Linked DNA regions of Mus musculus: regions 1, 2, 3, 4, 5 and 6 are each linked to region 7. Evidence: chromatin contacts called from public Hi-C and HiChIP or PLAC-seq data. All regions are on one chromosome and are shown on one strand. Each heading gives the region's core, a stretch centred on a gene start, on an enhancer-like site or on the middle of the called end of the contact. The rest is flanking DNA. Distances are from core to core; before and after follow the strand shown.

Region 1 (2,937 bases), core at 330-2,829, 190 kb after region 7:
CAGGTGTTCTTTGACACTGATAAGATTATGCTGCAGTTTGCCAGCTGTAAGACTTTCTATTCCCAGCTGGAATCGAAGGCCAGCCGCTTCCCTGAGAACTTTACCCTGAGATCCAAATCACAATAACTCTCATTATAATCCTGCGCGATTGACTTCCTAATGAGGAAAGGAAGGCTGGAAAGTGGTTCCTTCAAACTCACTAAACGTGGAGAGGATTAGAACACAGAATGAGCCCTCCCCTAGAGTTGATCTGGGCATAGTTTGCGAGGAGGAAATCATTTGTCATTGCTTCTCTGGACCACTGGTGAATTTTAAAACACTTTATATCATTTGTTTAAATTACAGAGTTTTAAATCCCCAGACTTTATAAGCAGGTCATAAGATCGATGCATGAGAGTGTTTATTTATCAGCAGTCAGATGGTGGGTCTGCTGTCCTGCCTAGCTTTGTGTAATTCTTGGATGTTTATTAAGCAGGATATGGACTCTTAGGAAAAATTAGAAAACATAGGTGGTAGTATGAAGTAATATGGACTCTCAGTGTGTGTCTGTGTTGTGTGTGTGTGTTGGATGAAAGAGAGCTAGGGAGAGGGAGAAGGAAGAAAAATTTTTATGTGAAAAATTTAAATAGATCCAGAGGTTTCAGTGAAGAATATAGACTGACCTTGTGTGTAGGTAAAAGGTAACTATGAGGACTTGAAAACAAAAAACGACTGGGCATTTATATTCTGTTATATTATTTTATTTTATTGCACAAAAGCCCTAGAACTTTAGTTTTAATTTTGATGATTAACAAAGCTAATAATAGCCAAAACCTGTACATTTTGGCACGTGTGTAAATATTTGGCATGTGGCATGTTCCTCCCCTTCAGGCACCGAGAATGAAGAAGCTGAAAAAGAGTACCAAAGCGACAACCAAGCAAGTTGGGTCCATCGGATGCTAATGGCCTTGGTGAGCGACTCGGCTTTATTCAATACCCGAGAAGGACGTGCCGGAAAGGTGCATAACTTCATGCTGGGCTTGAATCTCAACACATCATATCCACTGTCTCCCCTGAGAGACTTCAGCTCTCAGGATTCCTTCGATGACGAGCTCGACGCAGCGGTAGCAGGTATGTAAGCCGTCTAAGCTACTTCAGGATATCTTTAATTTTAATTGGGGAGAAGCATTGTAATTATGGTCAACATTTAACTAGACTCAATTTTAAGAACATTGACTTGTGAGAGACATTACTACTACTGCTACTCCTACTACCACCACTACTACTACTGCTACTATTGAAGAAAAATACATTGGTTAGGTAATGGCCTAGCCATGCTAGTATAGAAAATATTCTTTGAAATACTTTCTTAATTGATCAGGGTTCCCCTAGAGTCAACAGGAAACCTCTACCGTGATAATTATAGAATAGTGTAAAGTAGGGAAATAGGTGCTTCCAGAGTTGTTCCAAGGATTAGAGAAGCAAGTCCGAGGCTTCCAGGAGTGACTCCAAAAAACACCAGACTCATTCCCCAAACGCCTCCACAGTCGTGCCTGGCAACGGAAAGAGAAGAAGCAGCACAGCTATGTCTCATTTCCTCCTTTCTATCCCGTGGGCGGGCCTCTTTGGAAAAGGCCAGGTCTCTACAGATGGGATCTTTGAGGATGCGATGAAAGTTCTCTAGGCCTGGCGCCCCCTTGTGGTAACAGGGAACGTGCAGCACAGGGGTTGGAGTGGAGCCTTCTGCAGTGCCCATCTGGACAGGGAAAATTCCTCTCCAGTTTTCAGGCAAGACTAGGAAACCTTGTGAAGTTGCTTGGTTAAGAATCTAGTCACTTTCACACTTGTCCCTAAGTGAAATTCCCAAGTGTAGTAACCTTTTATTCTTCAGTTCCCTGTGACTTACAGATTAAATGTTACGTTAGCCTTGCTGGTAAGTTATATGGGATACATCTTTTATATGGTGGCCTGAAATTTTCCTCTCAATCACCCCATCATCTTATCTTAGTCGTCTAAATATCATTTCTTAATCATCTCTGTCTTAAGGTCATTACTATGATGCTGTAAAACTTTAGATCAGATAAACAACAAAACTCCCTGAAGCTTTCCCATTGCCTTTGGAAATTATTATAGGCTTCAGAATTTGTTGTTGGTTTCTGTTTGTTTGACTTTAAGGGGAACAAATGTTGCATTTTGTATTGCGTGCACGGCCTTAAATTCTTGGATATGAGTTACATTTTTTCTTTATTTCTTTATTTCTTTTTTCAAGACAGGGTTTCTCTTATAGCCCTCGCGGTCCTGGAACACACTGTGTAGACAAGGCTGGCCTTGAACTCAGAAATCTGCCTGCCTCTGCTTCCCAAGTGCTGGGATTAAAGGCGTGCTCCACCACTGCCCGGCATGAGTTGCTTTTAATTATACATTTATTATCCCCAAATCTATGCAGATTATCTGTAATAAAAATCTAATTGTGATAGAGTAAGTTTACCCGAACTAAAAATGGATTAAAACATACAGCTGGAAGCATTATTTTTCTTGTTTTGTGACTATACTGTTTGTCTTAACTGTCCTGTGGTAAATGCTTCTTCTGAAACTCGTGCTTTACGGTGACTGCTGACAGAATCAAGCAAATCATACTCATAGCTGTTAGATCTATAAAGGACCTTCAGCTACTTAACTTTCTAGACAAAGAATATCAGAGAAACTAGTTCTGTTGTCTTTGTTCCAAATGGCTCAGCAAATCTTGGCTTGGGCCACAGGTCTCAGGGGCTGTTCTAAGTCTTCCCTCCATCACACACCACCCATCCCTGTGGCTTTATTAGTCATTGTTTTGCTGATGTAAGAATGGAAGTTTTCTTGGTGTATACTTCGTTTCATCTCTTTTTCAGTATCATTTTGCCAAAACAGTTCATCTGAGGTTTGCACTGCATACATCCTAGCAAACGTTCCCCACATTTC
Region 2 (3,040 bases), core at 168-2,667, 130 kb after region 7:
AACCTCCATAGGATAATGATGTTGAGCACAGACCCATGGCTACCACACAGTGGGTGAGAGCATAGCTTTCTTTTTTTTTCCAATTTTTTATTAGGTATTTTCTTCATTTACATTTCAAATGCTATTCCGAATGCCCTCCATACCCTCCACCCCCCACCCCCCGCTCCCCTACCCACCCACTCCCACTTCTTGGCCCTGGTGCTCCCTGTACTGGGGCATATAAAGTTTGCAAGACCAAGGGGCCTCTCTTCCCAATGATGGCCAAGTAGGCCATCTTCTGATACATATGCAGCTAGAGACACGAGCTCTGGGAGTACTGGTTAGTTCATATTGTTGTTCCACCTATAGCGTTGCAGATCTTTTTAGCTCCTTGGATACTTTCTCTAGCTCCTCCATTGGGGGCCCTGTGATCCATCCAATAGCTGACTGTGAGCATCCACTGCTATGTTTTCCAGGCATCGGCATAGCCTCACAAGAGACTGCTATACCAGGGTCCTTTCAGCAAAATCTGGCTGGAGTATGCAATGGTGTCCACATTTGGAGGCTGATTATGGGATGGATTCCCGGGTGCAGCAGTCTCTAGATGATCCATCCTTTCATCTCAGTTCCAAACTTTGTCTCTGTAACTCCTTCCATGGGTGTTTTGTTCCCAATTCTAAGAACGGGTGAAGTGTTCACACTTTGGTCTTTGTTCTTCTTGAGTTTCATGTGTTTTTCTAACCCTTTGGAAAGCAAGAAAGTTAAAACTCAGGTGAATTTCAGGAAAGATTGCCATCTTTTTTACAACTGGTTTTAAAATAGTGTGTGTGTGTGTGTGTGTGTGTGTGTGTAAAATACAAACGTATGCTCATGTGTGTTAATGTTTTGCATGCATACCACAGCCCGTATGTGTAGTCATAGAGCTCCACAAGTGTCAGTCAGTTATACTTTCCACCTTGTTTGATCAGCTCTTGTTCATAGCTTCAGATCCTGGCTACCTGACATACAAGCTTCCAGGAATTCTCCTTCTTTCTGTGAGGACATTGTGACACTTAGCGGCTTGCCTGACTTTATGTGTTCTGAGGATCCATAATTACATCACCACAACTGCACAAAATGCTTTTGTTTTCAACCTACTGAGCCATCTCCCCACTCACCTTTTCCAGTCTTGTTTTTAAAGCATCAACCTAAATTCCTCCTTTAAGTCCACCTAGTTAAAGCCTCTTCAAAAGACCACAAAGTCCTAGTGATTCCCCTACACAAGCGCCCTGTTTCTAGACAACCTACACGCCCTCCCTCTGACTTTGTTTACCTTGTCTTGGAAATGTGAACATTTCAGTTAGCATTGAGTTACTTATCTGTGTGCTCGATACACTGCCTGTTGTTGTGGAACCATTTCCTGTATCCACATAAAAAATGTAAATACTCTCAAACATCTCAACTAAGAGCTTAAGGAGTACTGGGGAAATAAATCAAATTCATGAGCCTCTTTTTGCTGCCTCAGTGAGGAGAGGATTGGAAAAATAGCTTTATGTTACTCCTCCTGTCCAGATTATAAATGTCTGTGTTATTTCTGTCCACATTTTATTAGACGTTTTCTGAAGCACACAGTATAGAGATTTTTATTAGTAATTATGTACTTTAATTACAGAATTTCAAATCTTATTCTTTGGAACTGACTAACCTTGCTCTTTCCTATCTGCTGCCCTGATGTGTGTATTTGGTAATTTCTTTCTCTGGGGTCAGCCTTTAGGTTATGACTGAATATGAGTTTTTTAAGAGTTTACTAATATGTTTGGAATGTTTTTGAGTCCACCCAAAAGTTTAAAGGGCTCTAAATCTAATGAAATTATTCCCCAGCGGTCATTTCAGAGGAGATAATTTCAAGATGAGTCAAGTGTCTCCTAACATGTTTATCTCACATGTCTTCGCTCTATGTGACAACGAAGAGAACGTGTTAGGCATGGAGAAGTACCAGGTGCTAAAGTGCTAAAGTGGAATGTTTTCCTCTTCTGCTTAGAATGACACATTCTATGTGAATTTTCAAGTAACTTTAGGAGTCCATTTAGGCATTTTCCTCTGCACTTAAATTTGAAGAGTTTTGTGTGTGTGTGTGTGTGTGTGTGTGTGTGTGTGTGTGTGTGTATTAATTTAAGTCTTAGGGGTTCAGTTAACAATACCATTGTCTATTTCAATAACCTTGGCTAGGTGGGATTTCACCCAGTTTAGAGAATTTCACCCTTTATTCAATAGAGTACGAAGAAGAGGGTTACAGCAGTATAGGTGTATATAGGTGGCATCGAAGAGAAAGTTCATTTTCTGTCCCAGTAGGGATCCCTGCACCCAGCCCATGTGCTGCTTTGAAGGCTCAGCCATCATTACTCATTTTGGCCCTCATCACTCCTGTCTCATACGGGAGCATCCTTGTGTTCCTGCTTTTACTTTTATCTATACTTTGAAAGGCCCATGTTCAGTCAAGTGAGAACAAAAGCTTATTTTCCAAATCTCTCTTACAGTTGAGTTATGTTCTCAGTCTTCTTTGCATGGACTAAAAGCATTCTATTTTTTGCTGAAAAAGTTTTAAAAGGCTGTGATTAAAATGTAAAGGAATTAAATTTTTTAAAAAATGAGATTAACCTTTCTTAAGTTCCCAAAATACTTTCTTAAAATATCTGTGTTGAATAAAATAGCCCCATGACTCTAAAGTTTTAAACATTTGTATAAACATGTCTAGCATATTATTTTTAATGTTTTAAAGTTTTTTCCTGAAAATAAAAAACTGTTATGTTTTTAGAGTTGTGTAGAACTGGAATGGCTAATTAAATATTACAAAGATATAGTTGGAATATCACCTAGTATCACATCTCCATCCTTAGAAGTTATTTTTTGTTTTTACAGCTCCTTGGATATATCAAAATACTTCAAGTTTTGCTGTTGTTGTTGTTGATTTTTTTTTCTTTTGGCCAAGGTTGATCTTGAACTCTATGCTCTGGGGATGAACTTAAACATCGTATATCTTATCATTCCGTCTCTGCCTCTCAAGTGTTGGGATCACAGGCAT
Region 3 (3,106 bases), core at 545-3,044, 220 kb before region 7:
TCCCATAGAGTGAGAATCAGTTAAGACTAACCATTCACTGAAACCAAGAGAGATGACAGAGCTTGTGGCTGGCTTTCATTTCTGTTGCTAGTACACAATACCAGAGACAGGTATGAAGAAAAGAGATTTATTTACTGTTTCTCATGGTTCTGGTCCAAGGTCTTGTAAGGGCTTTCTTGATGGAAGGACCATTACATGGCACAGGATGTCACTTGGCACTTGGTGAAAGAAAGTCGTGTGTGTGTGTGTGTGTGTGTGTGTGTGTGTGTGTGTGTGTGTATGACTAGTTTCAATCATGAGAACTCTACCACATAATATTTTCTAACTATAGTCACCTTCTAGAGGCCTTACTTAGTTTCCACCTTCTTAAAGCTTGATGACGGGGACTAAATTTCAACATGAGTTTCCATGTAGGAGTTTTGGAGGAGACAAGCGTCTTTGAGCCATATCAGCAAGGCATTACTTATTCTGAGCCTTAAAACCACTTCCTACAATTCATGACCTTGATGAACTCCTCCATATATATTGGAGAATCTTTGCACTTAAAAAATGTATTAAGAGATTGTTCAGAGCCAGGGAAATAATGGTCAATTAATATAGTGATTACTTCTTAAAGGACCCTCCACCAAGGACAACCATTTGAATGAGAATATTGCTAATAAACTCTACTTTATTTTAACTTGGAGCTTTCCTTTGCTTTCATTTGTTCCTTTTATAGGTGTCGTTGGTATGATCACTGGCTTGCAAGTGGATGAAAAAAATAGACCAAGGTTTTCAATTTTATTTAGAGGTAGAGTTTTAGCTGATATTGGAGGCCATACTATATAGCCTTTTAATGTGTATTTATTTTTACTAAAGTGACTCAGTAATTGACATTGGCCATATGACTTTCTAGAAATATTATTTAAACATTTTTGCTAGAAGAACAATAAAATACTTAGCTGCTCCTTCACACTTTTTAACACATTATCTGTGCTACCACTGGTACAGGCGATGAAGTTTGGAGAAGTTTAAAAAGGCAGGGTAGAAAGGTAGATTATTGTAGAGTAAATTTCTTGAAATGGAAATCTATGAAATGGTTTTTATAATAGAACTCAAATTATAATCAGGGAAAAACAAGTGTCAGCAGCAAGCCTGAACTTTGAATTTCTCACTGGTTTGTCAAGATGAGTCACCATGAAATCAAATCTAATGTATAGGTAGGAAGTTTAGTCAGTGAAGCTAGTACTGCACGTTGATTTAGGAAAAGCTATGCAAAGGTAATGCATTGAGATTTGCTTCCAAGGATGCTGAGGGTCCTCGGAAAGCTGAGAAACCAGTTTCAGCACATACTTTGATGCTACTGATCTCTTGGACTGGGTGATTGCTTGTTGTGGGGACTCCCCTGGTCATCTGAGAATTTTTTTGACATTTCTGAACTGAATCCACCAAATGTCTATAGGAAACCTGTTGCCACCTTAGTTACAACAACCAAAATATCTCTAAATATTATTGTCATCAATGTCAGACACCCCAGTAGCCCCTGGTTGAGCACCACTGATTTTGCACATAAAGGGTAATATGGTATAATTAGAGAAATTGTCCTAGTTTTAGTGTCTTAACAAACAAGCCAAGCCATAGTGTTGCAATCTGGGCACAGGAAATTGCTAAGTTCTTTCAAGGAGATGGCTTGATTCATTCTCCAAGTGATGTTGACTAGCCTTGGGAGATAAGCACAGATAATGCTTTGACTACTGTAGGACAGATATCATAAAACCCCATACCTGATTTACTGAGGGCTCAGTGGTGACTGTACATTTTTCTGAGATTCCCTGAATAACACAGACACAATAATTTCAGATGAGTCACTAAAATTATAGCTTAGGAAATACGAAGCATATTAAAAATACAATTTAAAGCCGACTCATGTTTTACTTTTCCACTTCAAATATCAAGTGAATTTTTCCTTTTTTCCACTTGCATTGCTTTCGGTAAACTTGCTAGACTTAGCTTTAGTCATCTGCTGGGCTGAACAGCAGTGGGTATGACTGTCTAGATCAACTAGGCAGTTTTGAGTAGTTTTAAAATTTATGCTCAAGGAATGAACAATGATAGAAACTTGAACCACTGAAAATATTCACCTTATAAAAACTAAAAACAAAAGAAAATATATTTACTATATTGGACTCAGGGACATGATCTTAATTTCCATAAAGAAAACAACTTTTTATAGTTTAATATCTTTGGGGTATAACATGGATGTAGGATGAATTTAGCCAGTTGTAGTTAGAATAAATCTAGTCCTTATTAATTTACTTTACAGATATATTTCTTAAGGATTACTAGGTGACGTGGCAGACATTTTACTAATGAGAAGCAACCAGTCAGTTGAAGTCCCTATACTCCACACTACCAGCCAAATGAACTGAGAATTACACGTAAAGTGTTTGAGTGCCATTAAATGTTACAGATATCACAAAGGAAAGGGGTATCAGTTAAGTGAAACAGAACAGACACCATAAATTTTATTGTATTCCTATTGATGACAGGATGCTTCTCACTGTACATAGCCAGCACAGAGGGCTACCAGTTAACAGTCTGTGAGGTTAGTATTTAGTCTCAATTCGCATTTGAATGTTGGAAAGGCAATTTTTTCAAAACATTTTTTCATTTTCACTAACTCTGTCAAGTTGTATATCTCTGCCTCTTAGTTCTTCTGTAATTTTTACATCCAGTGCATTCAGTCCCTGCCTTCCCTTCTCTGTAACTACTCCAGATTTATAAGACACATGAACCCATTTGCTCTAGGCAACATCATTGAAAAGAACCTACATTCTAAATTAAAGACCCTTGTTTCATGTCCCTTGTTAGACAACCAGTATGGCCTTCCTGGCTCCATCTTTTAACCCTGACACCCATCGTTTCCCTACCTATTTTGTTTTGGTTCTTATGTGACTCTGGATATCTCTTCTCAGCCTTTACTTACAAGCTACTCGATATCAGTGTCCCACCATTAGTGGGGCTTTTGTGGGGCGTGTCTTTTCTGGTTCCTTCTCCTTGTTCATTTTACCTGCTTCATGCATCTCGTGACTTCAACTACTGCCTCTGTGTTTGTGGCTCTCAATTT
Region 4 (2,868 bases), core at 152-2,651, 210 kb after region 7:
TCTTTATTACTAGATGTGCCAGGCTATGTTCAAAGACACAGAGACATAGAGCACCAAAGAACCAAAAGCCCAGGTTGCAATCTTATCACTCAGGAAGCTAAGGTAAGAGGTTCCTGAGTTTTCTCTCAGGAAACTCTGTTTCAGAGAAAAGAAAAGAAAAAAACACCCAAAAAACAAAAACAAAAACAAAAGTATGAATACCTTTATTAACCAAATATTTTCTCCTAAACATTCAACACTTAAAACCAGCCAAAGAAGCATGATGGATAGATCTAAGTGTGTGTGTGTGTGTGTGTGTGTGTGTGTGAATTTATAGGCATAGGAATCAAGTAAAAAAAAAAAAAAACTAGAAAAAATGCCAGAAGTCACAGTTTTGGAGTGGGGACTGAGCTTAAGGCATAAATCTTCCTTACTCTTTTCTCTGTCAACCATTTCTCTCCCAAGTGGCCTTGTTACTTAGTGTTCTACATTCACTTTCTTTTCCAACCAAGCCAACCAGTTTCCATGTGTTTCATATGTCCTGCGTTTACCACAGCATTCCATTCTTAGCTTTATATGGTTATTCATGGAGAAAATTGCTTGCCTCCTCTGCTTATGAAATAATATGTGTTTAACTCCAGTTATATTTTCCTCATGGTTTATCTGGGCGTTTATTAATCTAGAAAATATTTGTTATATGCCTTTCATAGTCTCAGTGCTGTGGTCAAACACTAACAGTCCTGGTTTTCATGGTATTTCAGACTTACATAAAATCAAACATTAGTCAGGAGCCTCACAGTAATTTTTATGAAAATAGTAGTTGCTTCTTATGATGGTAATTATTTTTATTCCTCTCTAAAGGTGTGTCTTCTCTGTAAGGTTACACCATAACATTCTCTCCTGGACTGCTGTTTTTAATTTGATACTATAAGCATCTCAATTTGTCTATAGACCCCTCAAAAATCATTCATTTCGGTGGAAGGGAGGAAGATCTTCTTTTCCAAGTTTAAAATTTTTTTTTTACTTATCTACTGAAAATGCTGTAGTATTAAGGGAACTGTTTTTTTAAAAAGAAATTGGAAAGCTCTTGAATGGTGTAGAAGAAGATGGCATGGATAATACTTGGGACAAGCAGTGAGGATACAGAAGGTTAGGAAACAATGGATATTATTGGAATAAACTGGCAAGGGAGGATCTGAAACCCCATGGAGGGAGAGAAGCAATTATACAAACCCTCTAAGGTCATTCCTGGCTTAAAAAAAAGATAGAAAGATACAGATACTACATAAGACATTTTAGATTCATCCAGATGTGTCACGTAGCTTCTAAAAGCTTTACAATTAGCAAGTGATTTAATACTAAGTTTTTCTTGGCCTGGAAGCATTAGGTTCCCAGGGCGGCAGTAGGGCTGTTTTATGAGGAAACAGAAGCCTGTTCAGTGCTTTCATAGTGTTAATATGCCATCTAGTGGTTCAACTTGCACACTCTTATCCCAAATGACTTGGATTTTTAGTTATAAAGGCAAACCCTAGAATGAATATATATCTCCCATTCATATCTCATTATATCTCTGTGATACCAACATTGCTAGTTTTTTCTATCTTCCTTATTTTCTTATAGTGTAAAATATTGAACACAGTGCCCCCATATACATTAGGCAAATAGTCTACCAATTGAGCTAAAAAAAATCTTGGTCTCCAAACTTTGTTCTCTCTCTCTCTCTCTCTCTCTCTCTCTCTCTCTCTCTCTCTCTGTGTGTGTGTGTGTGTGTGTGTGTGTGTGATAGAGAGAGTCAGACAGCCATCACAAGTGTACTATTCCCTGGGTCTTTTCTGTTCTAAAGCATTTTGGATGGCTGTTTTACCCTTCCCTGCACCAAGGGTATACATCTGCGTGAAGGAGCAGAACTGACTGGTAACATGGCAGCCAGCCAGAATCTAGAAAGACAGAGACTATTAAAAGTAAATACAGAAGGTCATTTGAATAGCAGGATTGATTTGCCAGTTCACACAGTGTAATGAGCCCATTCTTGCCCATATTGACTTCTTATAAGCTTTATAGCTTCCTAACTTTCATCACACACAGTTTATAAGCAATGGTATGAGCACATGTCTGTTGCAGGATATTTCTCTATGTGCTAGTCACTGTCCACAGCACTTTCTAGCAATATTCTCCAATTCCTAGCAACCTAAGATTAATAACGTTATTATTGTCTTAAAGAAGCCAGGAGTAGAGAGACGGGTCAGCAGTTAAGAGTCCTTGATCTTCTTGCAGATGACTCAGGTTTGGTTCCCATGCACTGTCTATAAATATTTACAAGGGATCCAACTCCCTTTTCCACACTCCAGAGACACTGCATACACATAGTGCAATTGTATGCAGGCAAAATACTCACACACATAAAATAAAATACGTAAATCTTTAAAGAAGAAGAAACAATCTGAAGTGTGTAGGCTGATTTTCATCTATTTCACAGAACCTGGACATGAATGGGCCAAGGAGGCCTTTGACTCAAGTCTTTTTCAATAGATCTGAAGCCCAGAATGTGTTATGTCTCTCTTATGTATGGGTAAATGCATTCTGCCAACATGTAATTAAAAGACTCTGTAATATTTGACTCTGGTTCTACAAGCAGAGACTAACAATATTTTTTAACCATATGAAAGACTCAAGTTTCTTCAGGATAAATTCTTTTCTGTTATTTTGTTTTTAGGTTTTTTGTTTGTTTGTTTGTTTTGTTTTTGTTTTTGTTTTGGTTTGTTTTGGTTTGGTAATGTGACAGCATATTTAACTAGCCACTCTGGAAGAAATAGAGGTTTCTACCAATGGGTATGATAAGTTGCTGGATACTGACCACATGTGCGCATAACTGAGTCCTCCTAGCTCTGT
Region 5 (3,006 bases), core at 42-2,541, 170 kb after region 7:
AACGTGCCATATGAAGTGTCAGAACGTTTTACATTTGTACACACTTTCATACAGACATGATGTCAGCTCTACTCCTTTTCATTTGAATATTTGCTTTACCATCTTTATTCCATTTTCATGAATGACCTTTGGTCTTTAAATATTTGTGATACTTGCTCACTCACAGGCTACTCCATGTGTATATATTGTACATATTTTCCTTTATTTCTTTGGTGGAGTAAGGAGGTAAGGGCTGTGATGTGTCAGACATACTGTCCTTTTAGGTTCTATGGCATCCCATCTAATCGCTCTCTCTTCTGTGACTCCATTATTTACTTACATGGATTTCTTCCTGACTCTAGGCTTTCTCCATGACTTCCATTTTGCCATATTATATGTGCACAACAAGCTTCAACAGTTCCACAAACCTTTACAAATTGACCACTTGGCGCTGTTGTAACAGTTTAGTTTGTAGAATCCTGAGAAGAGTTAAATGTAACAGACAAAGAAAAGAGAAAGAAAACTAATAGAAATAGCAAGAGAGGTGAGAGAAGAGTCTGGAGGGAAAGATGAGTCCCAGAGCACAGGCATGGGGACAGCTCTGAGAAACAGGCTAGCCTGAGTTTGGAAAATGTATGTGGTTTTAATTAGGAATCACTTAATTCAGTTAAGTCATGTCCTTTCGGTCATGGAGTTACATGAAATAATGCAGAAATTCAAATGTGGCAATGTGAATGCTTGAAAACGTGGGACAGAAAGGAAAAAAAAAAGGACAGACATTGTTTGAGGAGACTACAGGGCTTCCTTGTTATGTTTTGCAAATTTAAGAGACTTGGATATTGAGGTAAATGTCTGAGGTGCCGGGAACAGCACAGAGAGGTAGTTGAAAGACAACAAAGGAAAAGGTCATAGACCATGAGCAGAAAAGATTTAGAGAGCGACAGATCTCAAGTAGAGGCCACATACAGGGAGAAGTCAACTCTGAAGAAGCATTTCCCGGGGTACAAGAAGGGTGGCAGGTAGTTCATGCTAATGAATCTTCTTTGAGTAAGACAGGTAAGAAAGTAAAATGAAGAATTCAGAAAGACTTGGAAAAACAAACTACACTTCATTGTTCTGTAATGCTTCATGTTCATAATTTGGCAGAAATGAGTTAGTACAAATATATGTGGAGTAGCCCTGGACCTCCCAGACAGTTCTCTGTGGTCACAAAATTCAGTTTCAGGTTAGTCAAAGGTTCGCTTATGACTGTAGCTACCTTTACAGTAATTATTTCTGAAATTATTTTTGGATGGTTCCTATGACTCATTAAATATAAACTCGGGAGACTTGGCATGAGTAAGCACAGAGAGTCACAGTGCTAATTCTGTGTTCTCTTGCCTAGGCTCTTAACAAAGCTCTCTCCCACAGAGAAGCTGTTGTCTTGTAGTACTGGCAGAGGCTATATAATCTTAATTACCATATTTGTACTGGATTACTGTCTAAAGAGAAATCAAAGTGTCTCTGTGTCTATAGACAATAATAATAGTGTCTCGTCCATTAAATTGGCTAACATAAAATTTGAGAATTAAAGCTGTTCACTAGTGTGGAGGACTCCTAAGATACTGTGGACAGTCTTCTCAAGTTTACAGAATCTTGATTGAGAAAGAGAGTTACTTTGGCATGTTTTTGATATAGAAAGTCTGTATGTATGCACCCAAGGATTCTAATTCAGCAAATCCAAGGACTGGGACACTAATGCGTTGAAATGTGCTCTGTGGCCTGTAGTATTGGAAGATAGGGTCTACACCGAGCCTTTTTCCTTCTGGAATGGCATAGCACTGAAAAGTTTACACTTAAATTCATTTATATAGAAATAATGATGTATCTTCTATAAAAAAGTTGAAAATTATAAGTAAACACTTACAGGTTTTTATGTGAATAAATATATGACCATTTGATTCATTGATTTATACACGTTCTGCCAAAGACATTCCTTAGAAACTTGATTAGTAAAATTGGGATCAAAATTAAGGCTTAACTGTAGAGTCATAATGTGGAGTGACATATATGAACTTCAGGTGTCCTTATATGCATTAACCTAGAGGTATTTAGTTCTGAGTCAATCCAAAGAGACAGAGGCATTTAATCTTAAAGAGATGCAAAGAAAAACTAGTTGCCTATTATTTTATTTTTAGCTACCACTCAAGCCAAAATTCAAATCCAAGTAGACAATGATATCATGGAAAGGATTCCGGCTCACTCTGATGAATTCTAAAGAATATGTACTCATAGGGCTAAACAATAAAGACCATTAATTTGGAACCAAGGTTTTTGCGTTTTGGTTTTTACACCAGAACTTAAATTCCCAATCCAAGTGCTTCCTGAGAAAAATGGAAAGTAGAGATAGAATGAAATTGAATGACTCTACTTCGTCATTTGTAAGATAGAGGCAGAGGAAGAAGGGAGCCCTTCTCCATGGGATCCAGAGAACAGTGAGCTCACATCACAATACAGTGTATGCATTATATTCCCTCGCAAAGGCCTTTCTCTGACATGGACAATTGAAGATTTTCATCAACCTTTAGCTGTTGAGGAAAGACTTTTCTTAACTTGCAGGAGGGATAGATTAGTATTGAGAGAAACACAAGGGAGGAGAGAGTCTTTTGATCTTGCTTGAGGCAAGCCTTTGGGAAGAGTACTTGTTACAGTTCACATTGATTTATTCGCAATTCAACTAAATATAGGTGAAGAAGTTGTACTGCAGTGTACATAGAATTTAGATAATTTATATCTGTTGGTGTACAGTGAGGAATGACAATTTCCAGAGACAGAATGACCACATCAAACCCTTCTCACTTGGGTTTTTAAAAAAATCACACTGTGACTCGACAGCTCCCCGATGTGAAGCATTGCGTGCCTTATTTACATTTATCCTGTATCATTCAGGGAAAGACTTAATGGTCCTTGTCATAAAACAGACTACATTTGGTACATCAAATATAGAAATGAAAGAAAGAGAAATGTAGTTTGAAGTAAGAAAATAGG
Region 6 (2,918 bases), core at 219-2,718, 160 kb before region 7:
ATTAGAAACTGGTTCTTTTCTAATGAGAGACAGAAAGGGAGTGGGGTGGGGGGAGTGGGAGAGGAATTGGGAGGAGTAGAGGGAAAGAAGACTGTTATCAGGATAGTTTATGTGAGAATAGAATTTACATTCAATGAAAGAAAAAAGATTATAAGGAAACATTCCTTTTTCTTAATCAACTGCACTTGTATTTTATTTAGAAATGATTTCCTGTTCCTGCCTCCTGTATCTCTTCCCTTCACCGTATCTGTCTACATGGGCTCAATTTACATGTATGCCAATGATTTATTTGAAACGTCTATTTGAATATATCCTTTATTTATTTTATCAGTTACATGGGATTTTTTTTTCATTGCGACAGAAGGAGTAGGGATTTTCCAATCTTTAATCTTCAAAAACTTCCCTTTAAATTTCTTGTAATTCATAGTTGCAATGTGGGATAGCCCCATGATCCTTTGATATAAATGACACACACACACATTAAAAGTCACCCGGTAAGATGTGTTCTCGTAGTCACCAAGATCTTTCTCTATGCTTGGTGATTCACAGTAACAATTTGTTCAAGCACCAATGAAGGAGAAGCTACCTAGGCTGACATGTCTTTGAACCCAGTGTAAAATGGCCTTACAACTCTAGCTGTCATGCCAACAATTCTATTTCTCATTGTTTTAGTTTTCTATGATAGTGTAGGCTTTATGGTAACATGTTTTCTTTTAAGATGCCTTATTCTCCATGAGAGGCCTGACTCTAATAGATACCACTTTCCATGGTAAGGTCTCTTCTGTTTGTTTATTTTTGTTTTTCTTTAACATTTTCTTAAAAATAAACTTTTAGAGAAGATGAATTCGAAGTTCCATGAAAAATTTGAATTTGTATGATTACATTACTCCTGAATTATTCTGTAATGCTTTCTATCATGATCTACTACTTATTAGAAGAGATCAATATAATAAAGATTTAATAAAGTTCCATGTTGTTATTAAAAAATCTTTATGGACTTTTTTTTAAACTAACTATAGAAACCATAACTACAATGTAGCCTTTATCTCAAGGGGTTTAGCATTCTTTTGATGAATTGCATTAGATTTCTCCAAAATCCTAGCTGCTTTGGGAATGAAATCAGAATAGAAAAGTATTCAAAACATTGAATATGGTAGAATTTGTTAGAGTCAGACCAGGGCCTGACTCATGATGAAGCCAAAGATGTCTTCCTAACCCAACGCTTACATTTAGGTCCCCAGGCCTGTGGACCCCCACTACCTAAAAACTGTCCAGCCCTCCAAAACACTTATCTATCCTAAATTTAAGCAACAGTGAGGGCTTTAGCATGTAAAAAAACTTGAGGCCACTCACAGAACTAAGATAAATTGATGTGCAGAAAACAGTGAGTCCAAAGCCTTTAGAAGAGAAGAAACACAGAACACAAACAATTGTCCTCTTGTTTAAAAAAATGTTATCTTAAAAAGCAGAACCTAAGTGTATATCATGACTCTCCAGGAGAGGGCTGTAGTATGCTGTATTTTTTTCCTCAAACAATATGATCTTGGGACATTTAATATTTTTAATGCATCAATGAATACTTTTTGGTAAAATTGCTAGGCGTCAGTTTTTGTATATCTAGCTATGAATTCGCTATGGTTCAGAATATAGTGTATCTCTGCTTATCATCTGTTCCACACCACTTAGCATCTTAACAAGGCATTGTAACTAAATCACAGGGAAAGGAAAAGATAAGAAAAATCAGATTACTTTTGCTTGTCACTTGTAGCTCTAGTTTCTGAGCTGTTTGAACTTGGAGAATAAGTCCTTTATTTGATTGGATAGTCAATATAATGCCCCTTGGCCCTTTTCTACTTTCCCCAACACTGTCTTTCCCCTCTAGTGTCATATAGGAGTGATGCTGTTTCTATGGTAAATTCTAGCCTACTGTCCATAGCTGCTAGAGTCTAGGTGACTGTCTGACTTAATTTGGGTCATCAGGAGTATGATACTAGGATGAAAAGAAAGAATAAAAAAGAGAAAGGAAGAAAGGTTGGATTGATGGAAGGGAGAGAGAAAGGGAAAAAAGAAAGTAAAAAGGAAAGTTATCTACTGATTAAACCTCCATCTGGGGCTCCATCAACATCTCTAAATCTATAATGTTTCTGAAATTTTCTAGGGAGGGAAGACCACAAAGAAAGCCAAGGAACCACAAATAGAAAGGAGGAGAAAACTTTTGGAGATGTCCAATAAATCACTGCATTTATCGTGACTAAGAACAAAAGAGAGAATTTTAAAAAAATTATCTTTAATCTTTTTTAAAAGTTGAGTCATTATCCCCCTCCTGTTCCACCCTCTGATAGTTCCTCATCCCATTCCCCAACCCCCACCTCATCCCTGTCTCCCAGAGGATGTCCCCATTCCCACCCCTACCCTGCTAGGCCTCCCCACTCCCTGGGGTCTCAAGTCTCTCCAGGGTTAGGTGCTGCTTCTCTCACTGAGGCCAGACCCCGCAGTCCTCTGCTTTATATGTGTCCAGGGTCTCATATCAGCTAGTGTATGCTGCCTGGTTGGAGGCTCAGTGTATTTGAGGTCTCAAAGTTCAGGTTAGTTGAGACTGCTGATCTTCTTATGGGATTACCCTTCTCCTTAGCTTGCTCCATCCTTTCCCTAGTTCAACCACAGGGGTCCCCAGCTTCTGTTCATTGGTTGGGTGTAAGTGTCTGCATCTGACTCTTTCATCTGTGTGTTGAGCCTCTCAGAGGGCAGCCATGCTAGCTAGGCTCCTGTCTGCAAGCACACCACAGCATTAATAATAGTGTCAGGCCTTGGAGCCTCAAAAGGGAGATTTCTTATTTTTGAACACATTGGATCCTAAATATGAAGTATGTATAACTTTTAAAATGTTCACAATTTGATAAAGAAATTAAGTAAATGAT
Region 7 (2,982 bases), core at 480-2,979:
ATGTTTTAATATTATTTGTTTATTTATTCATTCATTTATTTATTTTGAGGCAGGGTTTCCCTGTGTATCTCTGGCTGTTTCCCAATTTGTAATCCTCCAGCTTCAGGCTCCCAAAATGCTGGGATTACAGATGTGGGACACTGTGTCCTGCTTAATGTCCTTTAAAAAAATCAGAAAAAAAATTCAACAGATTTTTAGAAGGAAGGTAATTTTACTTTTTGGGTGTAGCATTAGCAACTAGTTCATGCTATTTGTTTATCCATTGTTCCTAAACACAAACAACATGTCACAGCTAAGTAAGTATGGGCCAGTCATTTCCCACGTGACCTCCAAGAAGCTGAGTTAGTTATTCATTCATGCTTAGGCTCTGTCATTAATTCCTAACACAAAGTAGGTGCCCCCAAACATTTATCCATCAGTCAAAGTGCTATTAAATGTAATAGCACAAGAAATGTGAACTGTACTTTGGGACAAAAAGCCTAATGAACGAATAAAAAGCTCTGGATAATAAAACTGCTTGAAACAAATTTAGATCACCTCTCAAACAATTTATACTTCAAGTAAAACTGAGACACAAACAGCAAGGATGTTAGGTTGCCCATACAATTCCTGATGGATCTCAAAGGACTCTTTTCCTTTAGTAATTACAATGGATATTTTCTTTAACAGGTCTCAAAAAGGAGCCATCATCATGTGAACTTCTAGTTTCAATATTCAAAGTAGCACATGCTACCTTGGCTCTTCTGTTGGCTCAACCTTACCCCGACATCTAAAGAAAGTTCCACGTCAATCAATCAACCAATTGGAAATCAATGAAAACCTTTGTTCACACATCTGTTAACATTTAAAGATGCTCTATCTTCAGTATGATCAGGCAGACCAGTATGACCTGGCTACTTATTTGTATTTTCCATGAAGCACCGAGGTTCTGAGTGCCGCTGTTCCAGCTGTGACATTTGTGCAAATGCTGGTTCAATTAAAAAAGGAGAACTGAGTTATTTTTAATCAAGGGGCTATTTTTAATTTAGTCCCTAAAGAGTAATTAAATTAGTTGAAAAAAAATCACCCACCACAATCCTGCTTTTTCTTTTCTTATTTGGAGCACACGTGGATCCTATTGTCAGTGAAGCTATCTTTTTCTCTCTAGACATTATGCTACCACTTTCTTCAGTGCCTGTTTTGCTTTGGGTCACAGAGGACCTCAAAGACAGCAAACTAAAGTTGAGAAGACAGCAGCCTTCCTTCACTGAGCAAAAGATCTCATGCACATGTTCCCATAGAAATGGGGTAATAATAAAAGAATCAGAAAGAAGTATCATAGGAGGGAGAGATTGGGAAAAATCGAAAAGCTTTGGAAGATACAAAGGCAATAACCTGTTGTGTTTGGTCTTGGTATCTGTTGGTAGGCCATGTATTCCACACATGAAGGCAGAAGGATTGAGAACACAAGGCCTGTGTTACTAAATGAGACCCTATCCCAAGCCCTCCTGAAACACATAGGACAATATATTTGGGTGCTGGCATGACAGCCATTGTGTCAACCATGGCATTTTTAACTTTGAGGTTTCAGTGGTAGTTTGTAATTTCTCCAGGCCCAGCTCTGTAATTGCTGAGGTATTTAGAGCTGGAATGTTGTCTAGAGGCATTATCTGAAGTGAGATCCAGACAGGGTAAGCATTGAATGTGAGTAATGACGTTGTCAGTTTAAAATAAACACAGGTGCCAGTGGTCCTGTGTTATGTCAATGGTCATGCATTACTATGAAATGACTCCAGAGGCAGGGAAGAGGGAAGGGTCCAGTGGATTCATGGGCAAAGTATTGTGTATCAGTGACCTGAGAAATCAGGACATGGAAATCAAGAGGGCGCGTTCTACTCTTCTGTCTCAGGAAGGAAATAAAGCTCCAAATAAGGAGACTCAGCTAACAAACCCTGAAGATGACACATTTAGCATGAGAGTGCTCCAGTGACAAAGGTCACTTGGTACAGTTAAGAGAACAAGCTCGGAGCAGATGCCTCATGTTATTAAATTACTTACATCTGTGTTTCAGCTCACTCAGAGGTAGAGCTGGAGTTGACGGAGACAGTGCCCACCTTTTCATGAAAATTAAATGAGTTAGTGTTATTAAAATGCCTAGTTGTTGATATGCAATAAAGTGCTCAGAAATGGTAGCTATGTTTCTTTCCAGATACAGACACGGAGATGGTCACTGGACAGTCTAAAATGCTTCACCACCATGGTTCTAGGACTTTTCCATTCCAGCCATGTTAACATCAATTCAATAACAAAACTTCAACTCTTGTTTTTGCCACCCCTGGCCCAGATTAATTATATGATTTTATTATATTAACTCGTGTGTTAGAAAAATAATTACTGTTGATTTTTTTTGTTTGTTTAAATAGGTCTAACTATTTTAGTCTTAGTGGGCCTGGGACTCCTCATATAACTGAGGCTGATGTCAAATGTAGGGAGCTCCTCCTACCTAAGCCTCCTGAATACTGAGGTTAAAGGTACATGTTACTACAACGGGCTATAAGTTAAGGATGACTGTTTTTATCCAGTGGCAAAGTTTACTGACTAACCCACACACTGAATTCTGGGTCTATAGAAGGTTTTTGGCTACTAAGACTTACTCTGTTAGAAACTTCTGGCAAGTAGAAGCAATGGACACCTCTCTAAAGGATGCGTATTCTCAAAATTGCTTCTGAAGAAGCAGAATCTATGTACCTGATCAACTAGGCTGCCAGGTCCCATTTCTTAGGTTTAGAATTTCAGATCCATTCAGGAAACACTTAGCTGAATATCAACTGCAACATCAGTTATATGGAGAGGGGATCCCCTATTCCTCCCCTCCTTCGCCCACCCCATCCCACATACATACCATATATGCCAAAACGCACATCCTGGCATCTGCAAGCTAACTTTGTGCAGGAATTGTTGCTGGAGACATAAGAATGAACCTTCACGTCAGTGGGGTACTGG

The links. HiChIP or PLAC-seq counts read pairs in DNA pulled down with a chosen protein or histone mark. Hi-C and Micro-C count contacts between places; a contact is called where the count stands out from the background.
Region 1: a contact with region 7 is called in a CTCF HiChIP or PLAC-seq map of the NIH/3T3 cell line, with 14 read pairs. The contact joins two enhancer-like sites. A contact is called at or near these places in 1 of 15 datasets of contacts at CTCF or cohesin (the NIH/3T3 cell line), 3 of 484 Hi-C or Micro-C datasets (embryonic fibroblasts, pancreatic cancer cells and uterus) and 2 of 115 datasets of contacts at active chromatin or transcription factors (the NIH/3T3 cell line and pancreatic cancer cells).
Region 2: a contact with region 7 is called in an HNF4G HiChIP or PLAC-seq map of pancreatic cancer cells. The contact joins two enhancer-like sites. A contact is called at or near these places in 1 of 484 Hi-C or Micro-C datasets (nephron progenitors), 1 of 115 datasets of contacts at active chromatin or transcription factors (pancreatic cancer cells) and 2 of 9 other capture datasets (adipose tissue and liver).
Region 3: a contact with region 7 is called in a CTCF HiChIP or PLAC-seq map of the NIH/3T3 cell line, with 11 read pairs. The contact joins two enhancer-like sites. A contact is called at or near these places in 1 of 15 datasets of contacts at CTCF or cohesin (the NIH/3T3 cell line) and 2 of 115 datasets of contacts at active chromatin or transcription factors (embryonic fibroblasts and embryonic stem cells).
Region 4: a contact with region 7 is called in a CTCF HiChIP or PLAC-seq map of the NIH/3T3 cell line, with 26 read pairs. The contact joins two enhancer-like sites. A contact is called at or near these places in 1 of 15 datasets of contacts at CTCF or cohesin (the NIH/3T3 cell line), 2 of 484 Hi-C or Micro-C datasets (embryonic fibroblasts and pancreatic cancer cells) and 2 of 115 datasets of contacts at active chromatin or transcription factors (the NIH/3T3 cell line and embryonic fibroblasts).
Region 5: a CTCF HiChIP or PLAC-seq map of the NIH/3T3 cell line shows a contact between it and region 7, with 10 read pairs. The contact joins two enhancer-like sites. A contact is called at or near these places in 1 of 15 datasets of contacts at CTCF or cohesin (the NIH/3T3 cell line), 1 of 484 Hi-C or Micro-C datasets (embryonic stem cells) and 2 of 115 datasets of contacts at active chromatin or transcription factors (the NIH/3T3 cell line and pancreatic cancer cells).
Region 6: a contact with region 7 is called in a Hi-C map of pancreatic cancer cells, with 2.4 times the contacts expected there. The contact joins two enhancer-like sites. A contact is called at or near these places in 1 of 15 datasets of contacts at CTCF or cohesin (the NIH/3T3 cell line) and 2 of 484 Hi-C or Micro-C datasets (nephron progenitors and pancreatic cancer cells).

The regions. Positions count from the first base shown.
Region 1 is chr1:149,855,618-149,858,554 of GRCm38.p6, reverse strand. Pla2g4a (phospholipase A2, group IVA (cytosolic, calcium-dependent)) reads left to right here. Exons shown (of 18, transcript NM_008869.4): 14 at 871-1,110. Among named protein-coding and RNA genes, the nearest start is that of Pla2g4a, 100 kb to the left of the region's middle. Within about 2 kb of position 1,579, at least 60 of the 459 cell types and tissues checked have an H3K27ac peak or open chromatin away from gene starts, as enhancers often do. A contact at or near this core is called in the NIH/3T3 cell line, embryonic fibroblasts and pancreatic cancer cells, where this site is marked.
Region 2 is chr1:149,911,553-149,914,592 of GRCm38.p6, reverse strand. The region is part of intron 3 of Pla2g4a (phospholipase A2, group IVA (cytosolic, calcium-dependent)); the gene reads left to right. Among named protein-coding and RNA genes, the nearest start is that of Pla2g4a, 48 kb to the left of the region's middle. Within about 2 kb of position 1,417, at least 18 of the 459 cell types and tissues checked have an H3K27ac peak or open chromatin away from gene starts, as enhancers often do. A contact at or near this core is called in pancreatic cancer cells, where this site is marked.
Region 3 is chr1:150,259,124-150,262,229 of GRCm38.p6, reverse strand. No RefSeq gene overlaps it. Among named protein-coding and RNA genes, the nearest start is that of Pdc, 59 kb to the left of the region's middle. Within about 2 kb of position 1,794, at least 9 of the 459 cell types and tissues checked have an H3K27ac peak or open chromatin away from gene starts, as enhancers often do. A contact at or near this core is called in the NIH/3T3 cell line and embryonic fibroblasts, where this site is marked.
Region 4 is chr1:149,831,709-149,834,576 of GRCm38.p6, reverse strand. All of the region lies in intron 17 of Pla2g4a (phospholipase A2, group IVA (cytosolic, calcium-dependent)), which reads left to right. Among named protein-coding and RNA genes, the nearest start is that of Gm23535, 130 kb to the right of the region's middle. Within about 2 kb of position 1,401, at least 22 of the 459 cell types and tissues checked have an H3K27ac peak or open chromatin away from gene starts, as enhancers often do. A contact at or near this core is called in the NIH/3T3 cell line, embryonic fibroblasts and pancreatic cancer cells, where this site is marked.
Region 5 is chr1:149,875,051-149,878,056 of GRCm38.p6, reverse strand. All of the region lies in intron 8 of Pla2g4a (phospholipase A2, group IVA (cytosolic, calcium-dependent)), which reads left to right. Among named protein-coding and RNA genes, the nearest start is that of Pla2g4a, 85 kb to the left of the region's middle. Within about 2 kb of position 1,291, at least 35 of the 459 cell types and tissues checked have an H3K27ac peak or open chromatin away from gene starts, as enhancers often do. A contact at or near this core is called in the NIH/3T3 cell line and pancreatic cancer cells, where this site is marked.
Region 6 is chr1:150,200,786-150,203,703 of GRCm38.p6, reverse strand. No RefSeq gene overlaps it. Among named protein-coding and RNA genes, the nearest start is that of Ptgs2os2, 37 kb to the right of the region's middle. Within about 2 kb of position 1,468, at least 12 of the 459 cell types and tissues checked have an H3K27ac peak or open chromatin away from gene starts, as enhancers often do. A contact at or near this core is called in pancreatic cancer cells, where this site is marked.
Region 7 is chr1:150,042,023-150,045,004 of GRCm38.p6, reverse strand. No RefSeq gene overlaps it. Among named protein-coding and RNA genes, the nearest start is that of Ptgs2os, 56 kb to the left of the region's middle. Within about 2 kb of position 1,729, at least 28 of the 459 cell types and tissues checked have an H3K27ac peak or open chromatin away from gene starts, as enhancers often do. A contact at or near this core is called in the NIH/3T3 cell line, embryonic fibroblasts and pancreatic cancer cells, where this site is marked.